Linked DNA regions of Sus scrofa: region 2 is linked to region 1. A link is a contact called in public promoter capture Hi-C data. All regions are on one chromosome and are shown on one strand. The core of a region is the stretch at or near the end of the contact, and the rest is flanking DNA. Distances in the headings are between cores, read along the strand shown. Region 1 holds the start of ENC1 (ectoderm-neural cortex protein 1). Region 2 has its middle 85 kb from the start of ENC1.

Region 1 (4,567 bases), core at 940-3,439:
GTACCTGCACATTGAGCTGGAATCACACCTACCCAGCCCAGAAGGTATTTCCCTGAGCAGTGGAGAACACGCAGAGCCAGGTCCACACTTAAGAAAACAGTTTAGACGACCTTGGTATGTAGGATCTGTGTGCCGTGTTTACGCTCCTGTATTTCCCAGGTAGGTTCTTAAAGCCAGCAGGAAGAGTCTAGCCTGTCATCTGGGATGCCATCCAGATGCAGAAGTGTGTCACAGTGAAAATCCAACCATCCTTCAGCAACATTTGATTACAATAAAGGGTAAACTTGAAGAGACAAGGGAAATGATGGGCTCTCTGCTTTAAAATATCCAAACATGAAAACAGCAAAAGCCATGTATACAGTCATTAAACACACCTTCAACATAAAATGAATCATCCCTCTGGCATTTTTTAAGCCCCCAGAGAAATAATATTTGCATGCCAAGTAAGTGGCCAAAAAAACGCATACATATACTTAACCTGCCTGTACAAAGAAGGAGAAAAGGGCTGCTATTATCCTGAACATCAAAAGGGATTCTAGTTACAGTAACTTCAGTTCACTTAATGCTCCTTAACCAGGCTCTCTGCCTCTGCAATACTTAGTGGCCCATCACATGTCTTGGAGTTTTGAACCTGATCTGAGTGCAATCAAAGGACAAACCGGGCAGATTTTCTCCGGCATTTACGTTATTGCTAACAACGGAAGAACATTATAAAGAGACTATAAACAAGAAAAGCATTTTGTCATACAGTCCTCTATAACACTTGTAATAACACAAGGTGGCCATGCCTGTGAGGGCGACACCAAAATACACACCGATCAAGTTCAATGGTTCATCTCCGCCCTGCCCCCCAATTCCTATTCTTCGAAACTAATCATGTTAACACTACAGGCCAAATATCTGCATGAGAAGAAACATTTTTCAGAAACCAGTTTTCATTCATTTCCTACACATATCTGGCCGCGGTTAACGCTCTCAAGAGGGGTGTCTGTGCGTGGCCCCGATGCTCCCTGTGCGGGTAAGGATGCAACGTGGACCAGCAATTCCGCGCCCCCCTGCAAGCGCTCTTTGCGTGGAGAAGGGATGGATCGTACCCTGGCTCAGCTCTTCGCTCGCCAGCAGCTCCAGCAGCTCGCCCCGGCGGCGCGCCGCCGGAGGAGGCCCCTCCCGCAATGCCCGGCTCTGCTTGCTGCGGGAGGGCAGTGGCAGACACCCGGTCTCCGCCGGGAGAAGATCTCGCCACCGCCGCCTAGGTCGGAGTTTCTCGCTCTGGGGCGCACACACCCCCCTTGCGAGAGCACACTCTCGCAGGCCGGGCAGCCCTTGAAACCCGCGGCGCCCGCAACAGGTACGCGGCGGTAGAGGAAACTTACAGCAGTGGCGACCGGCCACAGCACACAACCAGCTGGGTTCTTGCCTCGGTCACAGGGCGGGGAGGCGAGGAAGCAGCGATCTCAACCCCAGGGAGCAACAGCGACTGCCGGGGCGAAAGGAGTGCGCATGGGGCTCTGGTTCGCGGGCTGGTTACCGCGGGCAGATCGCCGCGGCCTCAAGATCCCCACACCGCGGACTCTGCGCCCGCCACCCGCGGAGCGGCTCTCTGAGTGCTCTCGGGAGGGGAGAGTGGCCCGCGGCTGCAGGCACCGCGGAAGGAGGCGGGCTGTGCACTCGGGGGAGGGAGCTGGAAAGCGCCGTGCGCGCCGCGGCTGCTTGGCGTCTCGACCCGGTCTCAGCAGCGCCACTGCCGAGCCGCCTTCTCTCCAGCTGCCGGAGCAGTCGGCGCCCAGCGGCCCAGAGCCCAGCTATAAGCGGCGCGGAGGGGAGGGAGGGGCGGGGAGAGATCGCGTAGGCAAAGAGTGACACCAGGGGAGGGAGGGATGAAGGGAGGGAGGGAAGCGCGTGAATACTGCCGGCGGAGAAGGAAGAGGAGGAGGAGGAGGTGGAGGAGGAAAAGAAGAGCCGGAGGAGAGCTTGTCGGGGGAGTTAATCGAGAGAGGAAACGGGGGAGGGGGATGCGGCAAGGGGAGAGAGACAAAGCGGACACAGAATCTCAGCCTTGAGCAGCTGCAGCCCTTGGGGACCGAGATTAAAACAAGTTTTCCCAGATCGGAGTGTCTGCGCCTCTGGCCCAGAGGGGTGCTGAGGGACCCAAGACCAGGGAGCGCAGCTCCGCGTTGTGAGGCCCACGCTGCGAGAGCCTGCGAGATGCTCGGGAAAGGGCGCCGAAGGGCGAGCTGGGTGTCCGCGGCACGCGTCCTAAGCGCGCAGAGCCCGCGTAGTGAATGGGACACCTGGAGGGAGGACAGTGGCTGGGTTAGGACACAATTTTGGATACTCTGGGGGACACTGCAGGTTGGACAAAGCCGGCCTGTAGGGTTTCTCTGTGGCTAGGGACCAGGAAGACTCGAGCCCCTGTCGTCTCCCCCCCACTTCCTCCCTCCCTCTCTCCCTACGCCCCCGCGGGTGCGGCTCCCGCCGCTGGACTCTGCCCCAGGCAGCAACAACCCGGCGCTGTCCGGTAGGCTACCACGTGCTTCGCAGCCAATCGTCGCGGCCGCTTGATTCAAAGCGAACTACTCCAAGGAGCGGCCACGCCGCCTTCTCTCCGTAGCGATAAAGCCTCAATCGCCCTCTCAGACAGGGTCCCTTCCTGTGTTTTATCGCTGATTAGTTCAGCAAAGAGATGGTTCAGCATACACGTTTGAAGAGCCGCATGCCACGAGAAAGAAGGCGATTAGAGAACTAATCTCAAACGGCCATCACTATTTATGAAACCCATTTTTGATCTTAGGACCAAGGGCTTGTCTTTCCCCTGGGAGCTGAAATGCTTGTTTTTCTTTTTACTAGGTATTTGGAGTAAAGTATATGAATGAACTGTAGAGATCACCGGTCAAGCCCCCTCGTTTTGCAGGTTAGCAAACTGAGGCCCAGGAAGATGTGACATATCCAGTTGGAGAGCCTCTTGCAGTGGCCCAGCCCTATGGCTAGAGTGGGGATCCACGATGGAATTTTCTCTCCCCACTCCCCCACTTCTCAGCTTTCTTTTAAATATCAGAAGCAGAAATGGTTTAAACAGTCTAAAGAGGCCCGCCTGGCACACCCTGAGTCTGAAGACTGCTGAAACCGAGACTCTGTCGGTCCTTTATTCTCATCCCACTTCAGGATCCCTCCCGAAAAATTGTGCTCCTTGCAAACAAAGAAAGACAGTGCCCTCTGAAGTCCTTTGTTAGCATTAACTCCTCAGCCTCACCACGAGCCTTTACAAATCTGTTTCATATTTTAATTTGTTATGCAGAGTCTCAGCTCAAGACTGCTTCACAAAGCCAGAGAGGCCAGATCAGTTCCCGGTCAGACCCACGCAAGGGTTCTGCCATCTGCGAGGTTGGACAGGGGGAGTCGGCAAGCATGCCCAGTTCTGAAGATACGGATAAAATCAGCAAAAACCAGACAGATAGAAACACCGCCGTAGACACCAGAGATGGGTGCTGAAAAGCCCGGAGGGAAAAACGTGTAGCTATTGCACATGTCTTTTAAAAACATGTTTCTAGAGCCTGTGGCAAGGTTTGGGGGAAGCTGACCAGTGCAGCCTCTTAAGGCACTTCCTCCAGGCTCTTTGTTTGTCTGGGTTGTGGGTCAAAGGTTAGCAGGTTGGTCCTACTAAAGACTTTCATTGGTAGGTGGGGAAGGGGTTGGGACTGGGGGGGGGGGGTCTGTATAAATTAACACGCTTTCTCATTAAAGAGAAGTATTTCCTTCTTCCTTCAGTTACTTACCTAATCCACCTGGAACTGTACCGTGATGATCCTGCCTAGGAATAAAACATATCCTCAGTTCGGTTGGTTGGCTAGGGATTTTGCCACAGGAAGCCACTGAGCCAGGAATAGGCCATCTGTTTCTGTTGCATCTTTACCACCCGGAAACTGCAGAGTGTCATTAACCAGGGGGAGCAGCAAAGTTTATATGTCTCTGCAAATAGCTTTGCTAAGCAAGTGGGGGCTGGAAAAGGAGTGAACTCCTGTAGCCATTGGATCGTTGTTCCTGGATTCCATTTTCCTGCGCCTGTTCTACCTAGTGTTGCCACCTTTCTATGCTGCAAGGAAAGAAAAGGGGGGAGGGAGTTGTAGCCAGAAAGATCTTAAAGGTATTCAGTGACAGTACACATTTGCTTCATCTGCCTGAGGGTGGTAAGCAACATGGAGGCAGGGGGAAGAATTATTTATTAACTGGGTTATAAAAACTGGAAGCCATTTTTGCTGAGGCCCAGGAACTAAACTTGCTTTTTAGGCAAAGGAGTGGGCCACCAGTGACCTCCCCCAAGCCATGCACTGGTTTGCTTGAGTCAAAGTATGAAAAGTTTGCAGGTCTGTGGGCAGTTGCTAATATTTATTTCACAGCTGAAAGTGATTTGCAGGCTGGTGTATTTGTGATCACAGCAACTCACACTGTTATTCCTCCAGCATCTTTCAGCCAATCCTAAAGGTAGTTCTTATCACTTCACTTAGAGGAAGAAAAGGTGAGCAAGGCTTGTATCTGTACAGGAAGAACTCTCTACACAGACTTGTGATCA
Region 2 (4,567 bases), core at 1,073-3,572, 85 kb before region 1:
TCTGATTCTGAAGGGTGGGAGAGTCTAGGGGTCTGAATTTTTAACATATAGTTCTGACACAGATGGTAGAAAGACCCTAATTTCTAAAATGTTGGATGTGTATAATTAATTCAGCCAGACAGCCATGAAGGAATCAACACCAAAATAAAAATTGAGCCACCCTCTCTGGGAGAGATCTAGGTTGAAACTACAACAATTCTAATGAATGAGTTAAATCCTAGTCTAGAAATCAAAAGACCTGGTTTCTATCCCAGTCTGCTGGTAACTAGCTTTGAGACTGGCAGTAGGGGGGATGCGGGGAGGGCAGGGGATAGGAATTACTTTTCCTCACTGGACCTCAATTTCTTGTCTATAAAATGAGATGGGTTTAACCCCTGCCAATTCTTTCTTGGGCTCTATGAGTTCAAGTAATGGGAGTGTGGACTTGTAATTTCATTTTTATGCATTCTTTGAAAGAAGAGCCCAGCTACCGCCCCTTAATTTCCCTGGGAGATGGGAATGTGCAGCCCAGGGAAACAGCCAAGATGGTTTCTGTTTGGGGACTGTTTCACTACCATTAGGGCTGTGAGCAGATTCTGGAAGCGACACCAAATTGCTCCTCAGAATCAGATCTCTACCCTCCCAGTTGCAAAATGTATTCCCTAGGAAGCAACTTACCAAACTACTACAGCAAGGGGCGGGTAAAGAAAATGCAGTGGAGTTCCTCTCAATTGGAAATAACCTTGGCAATTGCACAAGGCAATTGAAAATAAAAGCAGGCAGCAACCAAGAACAAGAGAAAAGATTTGATTCCCAAGCTAAAATCTCTCAGATGCAGCCCAGAGCCAACTGGCCTACACAAACTACAAATCCTGGGAGATGTGGGCCCCTGAGAGAGCTGTATGCTCAGTGGCAACAGAGGCCCTAACAAAACAACCTTCAGAGGACAAATAGACTGTTAAAACTAGTTCCTCTAAGAAAAGCGTCTTTTTTTTCCTTTAAAAGCTATCTTTTGTGAGTCTTAGATTCCTCCAGCCATTAATGTAGTGCCAAGTTGCTAGCCCAGAGACTGGAGCCCCACACACGTCCTCCAGCATCTTCATTAGGATTCTTGATTTGTTCTGGAAGTCCTTTTATCAACACTTCAGTTACTCCTACAGCGTGGACCCCAACACTACTGTTTTAAGAAACCATCTGTAAATACCAGAATGGCTAATCCCCCAAACACAGAGTTAATGGGTCCCTTGGTGATTCTCAACTCCCATCCAATAACCTGTAAGTGCTTTTCAATCATAGAGGTTTGGTCCTTACTGCTAGTCTATAGTGCTGGGCCCTTCTTACCTGGATTACTTTTCTCTTTTTCTTCTTTTCGTCTTACATTTTAGGTAAGGATCAAGGGGAAAGAAAGTAGCAAGAAATATAATAGGTATTACTCTGTTCATCTGATAGTAATTACAGGGTGTTAAACCCAGAGTAAACCAAGCTGTACAGTGTCTTCAGGAAGAACTGATCGGGAGGGAAGACTGCCATTCCTGAAGTCTTCAGCAAGAGCATAGAAAGCCTCCCTGAAATAATAGACACCTCTCAGTGCCTCTGGCCCAAATGCCCAGTTAACTACGGTCAAGTTTCCCTGGCTGCTGGCTGTGTGTTGACCTGGGGCAGAGAGTCAATTAGCAAATTGCTGACATTAATCCTTTTTATTATCTGTATTTTCATCTCCCACCTCTGACCTGCAATCACTTTGCATTGTCACCTCAAATTCTGGAGTTTTTGAACCCTTCTCTTGTCATGAAAAATGTTTCTTCAAATAGTGAAAGGAATATGACCCATGGAGTGCTCACACAGCAGGAGGGGCCCCATAAGGCAGGGACACAGTGCCTCTGGGCTCTATACCCAGCCCCCTTTATCCTCTGTACCATCCCCCCCGGCACCATCATTTCAGCGGAAGTTCCTTGCTTGGGCAAGAATAGGAATCTGTGACTTGTATTGGTTTGCAGGTGGGCACGTGGCCCTTGAACAATAGAGTTTGGAATTTTCTTATGCGATTCTTGTCTTTTGCTTGAGAGCAGAGTTGGAGCAGAGTAGAGGAAAGGTTTGCACTGATGGGAACAGTCCCTCCCCCAAACTTTCCAGGATAGACGCAGTGTTGACCCGTACTTACTAGAACCTCCTGGGGCTGCATGTACTTCCTGATGGGCCTGATCATCCAGTTGCCTCAAGTGGGACTGGCTTGGAGCCTGGAGACCCAGGGTCAGGAGACAGGATGCAGGGTCTATGTCACTGTCTGAACTGGGAGCAGAGACCAAGCCAGTCCAGTGCTGGGAACGGAACACTCAGACATGACTTCACATCCCAGCAGGATGATGCCATGATGGCCCTGCTGTGGGTTGTGTTAGATAGCTCAGTGTTTGGTTCTCTGTCCTCCTGATATTCTTGTCACCAAGCCAGTGATTTCATCAGAGGAATGAAGCAAGGACCCTAGGATAGTCAGGGTTTTGTTTGTTTTTTGGGTTTTGTTTTTTTTTTTTTTTTTTTTTTTTTTTGATTGCCAGTCGCAGTAATAATTATAGGCTCCTTATACCAACCACTGTGAAAAAAACATTAAAAAAAAAAAGTGGCCCCGCCTTTCTCACAACTCTTCTCCCTAAAGATGATTTTTAGGTCCTTCCATATGATTCATTCAACAAATATTTACTGAGCAATTCTTAATGAGCATGGTGACAGGCTGGTGGCTGGGTTTGCTGGAGGTGATGAATTCAACACCGTTGTAGCCTCAAGGAACTTACAAGACATTACGGAGGACAGATGTGCACAGTCCTAATCAGTCCAGAGCTCAGTGGATGGGGAGGCTATTTCTAGACCAAGAGGAGCAATCAGGGGTTGGGCTATGTTGAGTTATCCTTGTGTGTATGTTATACTCAGGGATAAGCAATAGATAAACTCTGCCATTATAATTCAGTGAGCCTGTTAGTGTGGGAACTCCCTCCATTCTCCATGTCATGATGCAATGGAATATGTGTTTTAAATGAAATCTCACCTGCTCTAATCCTTCACTTCCACTACAATAGATGAAAAAAAAGAGGGCAGGGACCTCTGAAATAGTTCAGAATAATATCTAAAAGTAAACCCCACTGGTTTACTTTTATTAAAGTATTATTAAAGAGCCACCAGTACATAGAACTACCATATGACCCAGCAATCCCACTCTTGGGCATATATCCAGACAAAACTTTCCTTAAAAAAGACACATGCACCTGCATGTTCATTGCAGCACTATTCACAATAGCCAAGACATGGAAACAACCCAAATGTCCATCAACAGATGACTGGATTAGGAAGATGTAGTATGCATACACAATGGAATACTACTCAGCCATAAAAAAGAACAAAATAATGGCATTTGCAGCAAACATGGATGGAGCTAGAGACTCTCATACTGAGTGAAGTAAGTCAGAAAGAGGAAGACAAATACCATATGATATCACTTATAACTGGAATCTAATATAAGGCACAAATGAACGTTTCCACAGAAAAGAAAATCATGGACTTGGAGAATAATAACGCACTAATGCCACACACAATCCAAAGGGGATTCCCGCTGGAGAACCAGGAATGAGCTGTGGTTGTCTTCAATTCTTTACCATAATTTCCTGCTATTGGTGATGCACCTGCAACACACCCCAGCTCCTCTCCCCTAAACAGTTTTCCCCTAAAACATCACTGCCCAGAGACCTACCTTGAAGACTCTGCACAAGAGGCTCTCCTCACCCCTCACCTGTCCATTGAACTCATGAAACACATCGCCACTTGTAATGTTCAGTTTCTTATCATCCATCTTCCCCACCAGACTATAAACTTCTTAAGGACGAGGTCCTCTCTGCCTTGTTCACGATGACATACCCCGTGCTTAGCACACAGCAGATGTGCAAAAATTACTTGATGTATGAGTTAACAAATAAATAAATGAACACAGGCATTGTTACTTTAGACAAGTTCTCCCACCTCTCCAGACCATGGTTGCCGCAGCAACTAAATGAAAGAATTCAAACCAGGATCCAGGCTGAATAATCTGGGATTCTATGACTTGGAAAACTCAAAACTAGCTCCCCACCAGAAACTGTTGGGCATCCGTGATGTAACAGAGTTTTCCTAGAAGAGACATAAAATAGGCAAATAATGGGAGAATGCTGGGCATTCTGGGCGCTCTCTCTCTCTCTTTTTTAATAAAAATGCCTGACTATATTTTGCGTCTGCTGAAAAGCCAGGAAACTGAAAAGAGGCTCCTCCCATGTATAGGTGTGGGCAGTCAGGGACTCAGCTGCCTCCACCACAGGATACCAAGAAGAAAATACCTGCAGAATACTTTCCGAAGGAGTCAAGACTGCCCCAGCTCAAACCCACAAGCTTGCCTTAAGTGCCACAGCTCAACCTTCCTCCAGCACTGCCTTACAGATCCTAAGAGTGAACCTCTGCTTCTAAGCCTACCTCAGACTCAAGCAAACCCCACATGCGTTCAAAACACAGAGACCAGAGGGATTGGCTGCATCACCAGTGTTGGTAAATACAGTAGCTTTGTTTCTTGAATCAG

The links. Promoter capture Hi-C pulls out the DNA fragments that hold promoters and counts their contacts.
Region 2: a contact with region 1 is called in a promoter capture Hi-C map of liver, with 3 times the contacts expected there. The contact joins the enhancer-like site here to the promoter of ENC1 in region 1. A contact is called at or near these places in 1 of 5 promoter capture datasets (liver) and 6 of 47 Hi-C or Micro-C datasets (heart right ventricle, liver, mesenteric adipose tissue and 3 more).

The regions. Positions count from the first base shown.
Region 1 is chr2:83,689,623-83,694,189 of Sscrofa11.1, forward strand. It overlaps ENC1 (ectoderm-neural cortex protein 1), which reads right to left and starts at 2,190. Exons shown (of 3, transcript XM_003123701.5): 1 at 1,374-2,190.
Region 2 is chr2:83,604,834-83,609,400 of Sscrofa11.1, forward strand. No RefSeq gene overlaps it. Among named protein-coding and RNA genes, the nearest start is that of ENC1, 85 kb to the right of the region's middle. Within about 2 kb of position 2,323, at least 8 of the 83 cell types and tissues checked have an H3K27ac peak or open chromatin away from gene starts, as enhancers often do. A contact at or near this core is called in liver and retroperitoneal adipose tissue, where this site is marked.